2 separate regions of the Podarcis muralis genome follow, and region 1 is linked to region 2. The links are chromatin contacts, called in public Hi-C maps. All regions are on one chromosome and are shown on one strand. Each heading gives the region's core, a stretch centred on a gene start, on an enhancer-like site or on the middle of the called end of the contact. The rest is flanking DNA. Distances are from core to core; before and after follow the strand shown.

The links. A called contact is a pair of places that touch in the nucleus more often than the background predicts.
Region 1: a contact with region 2 is called in a Hi-C map of tail, with 5 times the contacts expected there. The contact joins the promoter of AP2M1 here to the promoter of CAPN10 in region 2. A contact is called at or near these places in 2 of 3 Hi-C or Micro-C datasets (blood and tail).

What each region holds. Positions count from the first base shown.
Region 1 is chr6:5,942,499-5,945,429 of rPodMur119.hap1.1, reverse strand. AP2M1 (adaptor related protein complex 2 subunit mu 1) reads right to left here and starts at 1,550. Exons shown (of 11, transcript XM_028731756.2): 1 at 1,396-1,550.
Region 2 is chr6:5,748,156-5,751,217 of rPodMur119.hap1.1, reverse strand. It overlaps CAPN10 (calpain 10), which reads left to right and starts at 1,293. Exons shown (of 14, transcript XM_077929641.1): 1 at 1,293-1,311.

The DNA.
Region 1 (2,931 bases), core at 301-2,800, 190 kb before region 2:
AACAGGACCCCAAGTTTGGGGGGGGGGGGCAAACATTTGTAGCTTTCCAATTCTGCATTAAGCTGCATAGAGCCTCAAACACTGGGACAGCCAGCACTGCCCTCAAAATACAATTTCTGACTTAATGCGCTCAAAAGGTAAAGGACAAAAGGCAAAGGGACTTACTCATGGGGGAACCACGCAAGGCCTTTCTACCTCACGCTGAGGATTCGCTGCATGCCAGTTGAGTAATTTCAGAAGCATTATAAATAAGGGATGAAGAGAGTGATGAGGACGGACCTGCTGCCTTTCCCCTGACCCAAGTTCAAAAACAACGGGCCTCACACACCCTGCAGGATAGATTTATTTAAATTTAATCATTTCTTGCATCTATAGCACACCTTTTTCTCCAAGGACCTCAAGGCATCACACATGGATCTTCTCATTTAATCCCCAAGACAGCCCTGTAAAGTAGATTAGGCTGAGAAGCAGTAAATAGCCCAGGTTCACCCAACGAGTGGGTATTTGAACTCTGGTCTCCCAGGCCCAACACTAACCACTACACCACACTGTCTCTCTGTACAGAATCCCTCCCTTCTCACCCCGCCTCTGGGCCAAAGCTAACTGGTAGACAGCCTGCCTCGCGAAGCAGGAAGTCCCAGATCAGGATCCCTGACCGCATCTCTAGGGAGGGCCAGCAAAAACCCCGGAGAGCCGCTGCCAGCCAGTGCCGCCAACACTGAGCTGGGTGGCCTCGGCATGGGGCAATTCCTGGGCTCCGCGAGTGCCAAGCCTAATGGGAGGCTCCTCACGAGCAACGGGCTCGTCCCGATCCCACCCAGAACAGCCACGAGCACCCGGAGGAGACACATCCTTACCGAGGACGTGCGGTGGTGTTTTTGCTCTGAAAAGCCGAAGCGGCCATGGGAAGCTTCACGCCAGAGCAGGGAGAAGGCAGCCCGTTATTCGCACGCCCCGTTTGCTGAAGGGCGATTCTCTCCCTCAGAAAGCCGCTTCCGGCGCCTCGGCCCGCTTCACGGCTGTCGCCACAGCAGGCCACATGAATTAATTAAGAATAAATAATAATAAAATTATTTGTACCCCGCCCATCTGACTGGTTTGCCCCAGCCACTCTGGGAGGCCCCCAACATATAGAAAAACGCAATTAAACGCCATAAAGCTTCCCGGGAAAGGGTGTCCGACCACATCCCTCGAAGGCTGGAAGAGGCTTAGGAACAGCGGCCCTCAAGGGCGAAGAAGAAGCCCCTCAGGAGGAGGACGAGCCCAGCCCGCCTCGGCGAGGCCCCCTTTCAGAAGAGGAGAAGGAGCCACAATGACAACCACCCTAACGACGAAAGAGCCGTCAAATGGGCCGCAAGGAGAAGAAGGCGGCGACCACCACCCGGTCGGACTCACCTAGTGGCGCCGTCGCTGAGGCGGCTGCCGTTGCCGGTCCTTCCAGCTGCGCCCCCTCCGGCACCGACTGGCAAGATGGCGGCCGCTCCCCCCTCCCCTATCACTGCAGAGCCGCCGCCACTGCGCACGCGCGGGTCGCGCCCGGGCCCCAGGACGCATGCGCCGCCGCCCTCCTTAGAGAGGGCGAGTTCGGGATGCTGGTTAAGGACGAGCGGGTGCCGGGGAGGAGGGGCGGGGCCGGTTGCTGCTGCTGCTGAACCCAGAATGCAACGCGCAAGCTCGCGGATTCCATTCGAGGTGGAGGTGGCGTGCAGGGCACGATGGGAAGTGTAGTTTATATCCATCCGTTCGATTACAGAAACTGCTTACGGGAGGATGAGGCTGCCGCCGTTGCATACTGGGCGGGGGGGACGGGGGACGGGGTACTTTCTTTTCTATTATTTTTATTTATTCCCAGTTGTCAGTGTTTATACTACATTTTTTTTAGATTTGCCTTGAGACAGTCTTTAAACCTCTTTTGTTGACCACCAGCATTACGCTTTCCATTTTTAAGTTCGGAATAGAGTAGTTGCTTTGGAAGATGATCATCAGGCATCTGCACAATTTATTCACCGCTTGACTGCAAATAAAAACCAACCCTCAAAGCCGTTTACAAAACAGTAAAAGAAAAATTTGCAACCCACCTTTGAACCATACAAAACATTTAACGGGAGAGGCTGGCTGACCCTTTTCATGGATGTTCCTTCCAGTAATTTTTATAATTAACTTTTTAAAATGTATTATATATTTCTAAAAACAAAACTGCTCATTTGAAATGACCTGTGCATCAAGCTGGCAGAAGCAAAACTCACATTTTATTTCCTGTAATGATGGTGTTATGATTTGTCTTCTTTATAGTATTTTTTTAAAAAAAGGAATGACAAATTGGTTTTGTCCTATTAGGTAATTGGCCGCAGGTGGGAGAAGGAAAGTGTTAATTGTGTGGTTCAGTAGTAAAGTAATACACATGGATGCTTAAAGGGAAGGGGGAGGGGAAGTCCCAGGCTCTAGTCTTAGATTACCTATCTGCACTACTAGTAGCTTATATGACAAGCTATACTTGCTGAGATTCCCTCTTCTTTACACCTGTTATAAAGATAAAGGGACCCCTGACCATTAGGTCCAGTCATGACCGACTCTGGGGTTGCGGCGCTCATCTCGCTTTATTGGCCGAGGGAGCCAGCGTACAGCTTCTGGGTCATGTGGCCAGCATGACTAAGCCGCTTCTGGCGAACCAGAGCAGCGCACGGAAACGCTGTTTACCTTTCCGCTGGAGCGGTACCTATTTATCTACTTGCACTTTGATGTGCTTTGAAACTGCTAGGTTGGCAGGAGCAGGGACCGAGCAACGGGAGCTCACCCCGTCACGGGGATTCGAACCACTGACCTTCTGATCGGCAAGTCCTAGGCTCTGTGGTTTAACCCACAGCACCACCTGTGTCCCTGTTACACCTGTTAGAGATGTATAAATTCCATCTTCTATACAGTGGTGCCCCG
Region 2 (3,062 bases), core at 44-2,543:
CCCGGCCTCTTAAGCGAGATGAGCACGCAACCCCAGAGTCGGACACGACTGGCCCTTACGGGCAGGGGTACCTTTACCTTTTACCATAACAATGCAGAGCAGGATCACTGGTGGAATGTATGCATGGACCATGGGTATAGCCAGGATATTTGTTGGGGGGACAGTAAATAAATTGGTTGGTGTTTTAAGGTAGCTTTCACCTAACAGGTTTTGGGCTGCACCTCTTATCAGTCCCAGCCAGCATTAACTTCACGTATATGCTAATAGGATCTGAACTGGCGGCGAACAATCAGAAAGAGATCCTGGGGTCAGTGTGTGGCAACTGCGAAAAAGGCAAATTCCATGTGCAGGATTATTAGGAAAGGAAATGAGAACAAAACTGCCGGTATCATTATGTTAAACAGACCCATGGCGCTGTGACACCAGAATACTGTCCATCTAGTCATGCAATTGGGACGCGGGTGGCGCTGTGGGTTAAAGCCTCAGCGCCTAGGACTTGCCGATCGAAAGGTCGGAGGTTCGAATCCCCGTGGCGGGGTGCGCTCCCGTTGCTCGGTCCCAGCGCCTGCCAACCTAGCAGTTCGAAAGCACCCCTGGGTGCAAGTAGATAAATAGGGACCGCTTTCTAGCGGGAAGGTAAACGGCGTTTCCGTGTGCGGCTCTGGCTCGCCAGAGCAGCGATGTCACGCTGGCCACGTGACCCGGAAGTGTCTCCGGACAGCGCTGGCCCCCGGCCTCTTGAGTGAGATGGGCGCACAACCCTAGAGTCTGTCAAGACTGGCCCGAATGGGCAGGGGTACCTTTACCTTTAGTCATGCAATTAAGTGAGAGGCGAGGCGGGTGCAAATAAACAACTGGAATGTTAAGATTTATCTTGCCAGCAGATTTTTATTTTTTTAAAAAAAACCTAACAAGCTGTGGTCTGCACTGCAAGGACAGCAAACATTGCAGAAGACGAGGGAGCCCAGTTTTTGAATTCAAGGCACCCAGATTTTGTTACGCGCCGGAACAGATGCGGGTTAATAACCGGGAGGTTCCATTTCCGTGCGCTACTAACCATTCCTCTTATTTGGCACTCTGTGCCAGAGCTTGAGTTACTGTTTTTAGAAAATGCACAGCTTGCCTACGCTCAAAGATCTGAAAGGAGAAAAAAACAACAACCCCGGGACAGTTTTGCACAGGCGAGAGGGAGGAAATACCCCAAGGGCATGCTGGGACGTGTAGTTTCTCCGGCTAGCAAGGCATGCTGGGAGCCTTGCAGCTCGTCGTCGCAGATGCATGATGGGAATAGTAGTTTTCTAGGCTACAAAGGTAGTGCACGGGGGTTTGTGTGTGTGTGTGTGTTTTTTGCACCGGGAACAAGGGGGTTTTGCCATTGGTCGTGGCTGCATCGTGTGCTTCGGACCTTCCTTTGGGTTGGCTGGAGAGAGGAGATCTCCGCTGCGATCTGGCTGAAAGGTGGGACCGGGGATGATGGATGCAGAGCGCGCTGTGCAAGGGGCGAAGGGGGCTGCTTGCTTGCTTGCACGACCATGCCTGCCTGCATGCAGAGTTGCTTTGCCATGGGAAGAGAGCAAGAGGGGCTTTGTTTGCTAGGGCAAGGGGAGGAAGCGGAAGCTGGTGTGTGGCCAAGGTAGGGCTGCCCCAGGCATGGCTTTGCCTTGATTCCAGGCGGGGAACCTGGCATTCGCTGCCATCCAGAAATGGAGGTGGCCATTTGCTTGAATAGCGTTAAAAGGGGGTGCGCAAACGGCCGCGATCGGGCAGGGCACCGAGCGAGCCTCCATGTTCCGAGGCACTGTACCTGTGACTCACAGGTGCTGGGCGCGCAAAACAGGGGAGGCCCGGCTTGCTGGGCAGATCCTGAAAGACTGGGATGGACAGGCCTTCGGTGTAGTCCAGGGTGGGGGGTTTCTGCTTGGAATGGCGATGCAATGCAACACAGAACAAGGCGCCTGGGCTTTTTAGTTGTTGTGGAAATTATCATCATGCCCTGAAGTGGGTTGCTGCCTTCCTCTCTCTTTTTTTCCTGATTAAAGTTCAGCCTGTTGCACAGCAGCTGAAAGCACAGATTTAGAAGATGGGGCTGGGGGGGATGGCATGCATTGTGCTGGCTTGGGGTGTTGCACCACCGGGCCCTGGGAAGCCATGAAGCACACCGGGTGACCTGTCACTGGCTCCCAACCTAACCTTGCCTCACAGGGTTGTTGTGAGGGTGAAATGGGGAAGGGGAGAATCAAGGAGACTGCCATGGGATCCCTGGAGGAAAGGTAGGATAGAAATAAAGAAATAGCTTGGATCTGCGGTGAGAAAGATGGGGATCGGGGCTGGATCAACCATGAATCAAAATAAGCGTCAAGAGAAGGGGGCCACCACAGCAATTTAAAGCCTCCTACATAAATGAAAAAAATTGCGTAATAAAAAGAATAATAATAATAATTTTATTTTTTATACCCCGCCCATCCATATACATACATGATGATAATAATAATAACAATAATAATAATAATAATAATAATAATAATAATAATAATAATAATAGATATTAATGTTATACATTAATCTTGGAAATACAACAAAATTAGAATCTGGCAACTGGCAAAGCGCCACTCAGTCCACTGAAGCTCACATGTTTCTTGGTCGTGTCGGCTGAATTAGACATATACGGAGGCATCAAAATCTAAAGCGCTTAGGGCCTCTAAAGGTCTCAATCCAGCCCTGAGGGGGGTAGGCTGACATGTCCACCGGTGTGGCCCCGCGTGCGTTTGTGGGGGACAAGGGACATGAGGTGTCGCTGGCTTTTGATGGCATGAAAGAACATGGTGTTGGCGATGCAACATCCATGTTGGTTGTGGTGAGTCTGGGGTTGCTGAAGGTGAAGATGCTCTGCTGCGCTTCTGATGTCGCTTTTGGGGGGGGGTCAGTTGTGTCCAAGGATGCCTGCGGTCGCATCCACACACCGTACATTTAAAGCGCAAGACTCCCCCCCCCAAGAAGCTTGGGAACTGTAATTTGCCCCCTCACAAGTGCCAGCGCCATCTCCAAACTACAGTTCCCAGGAT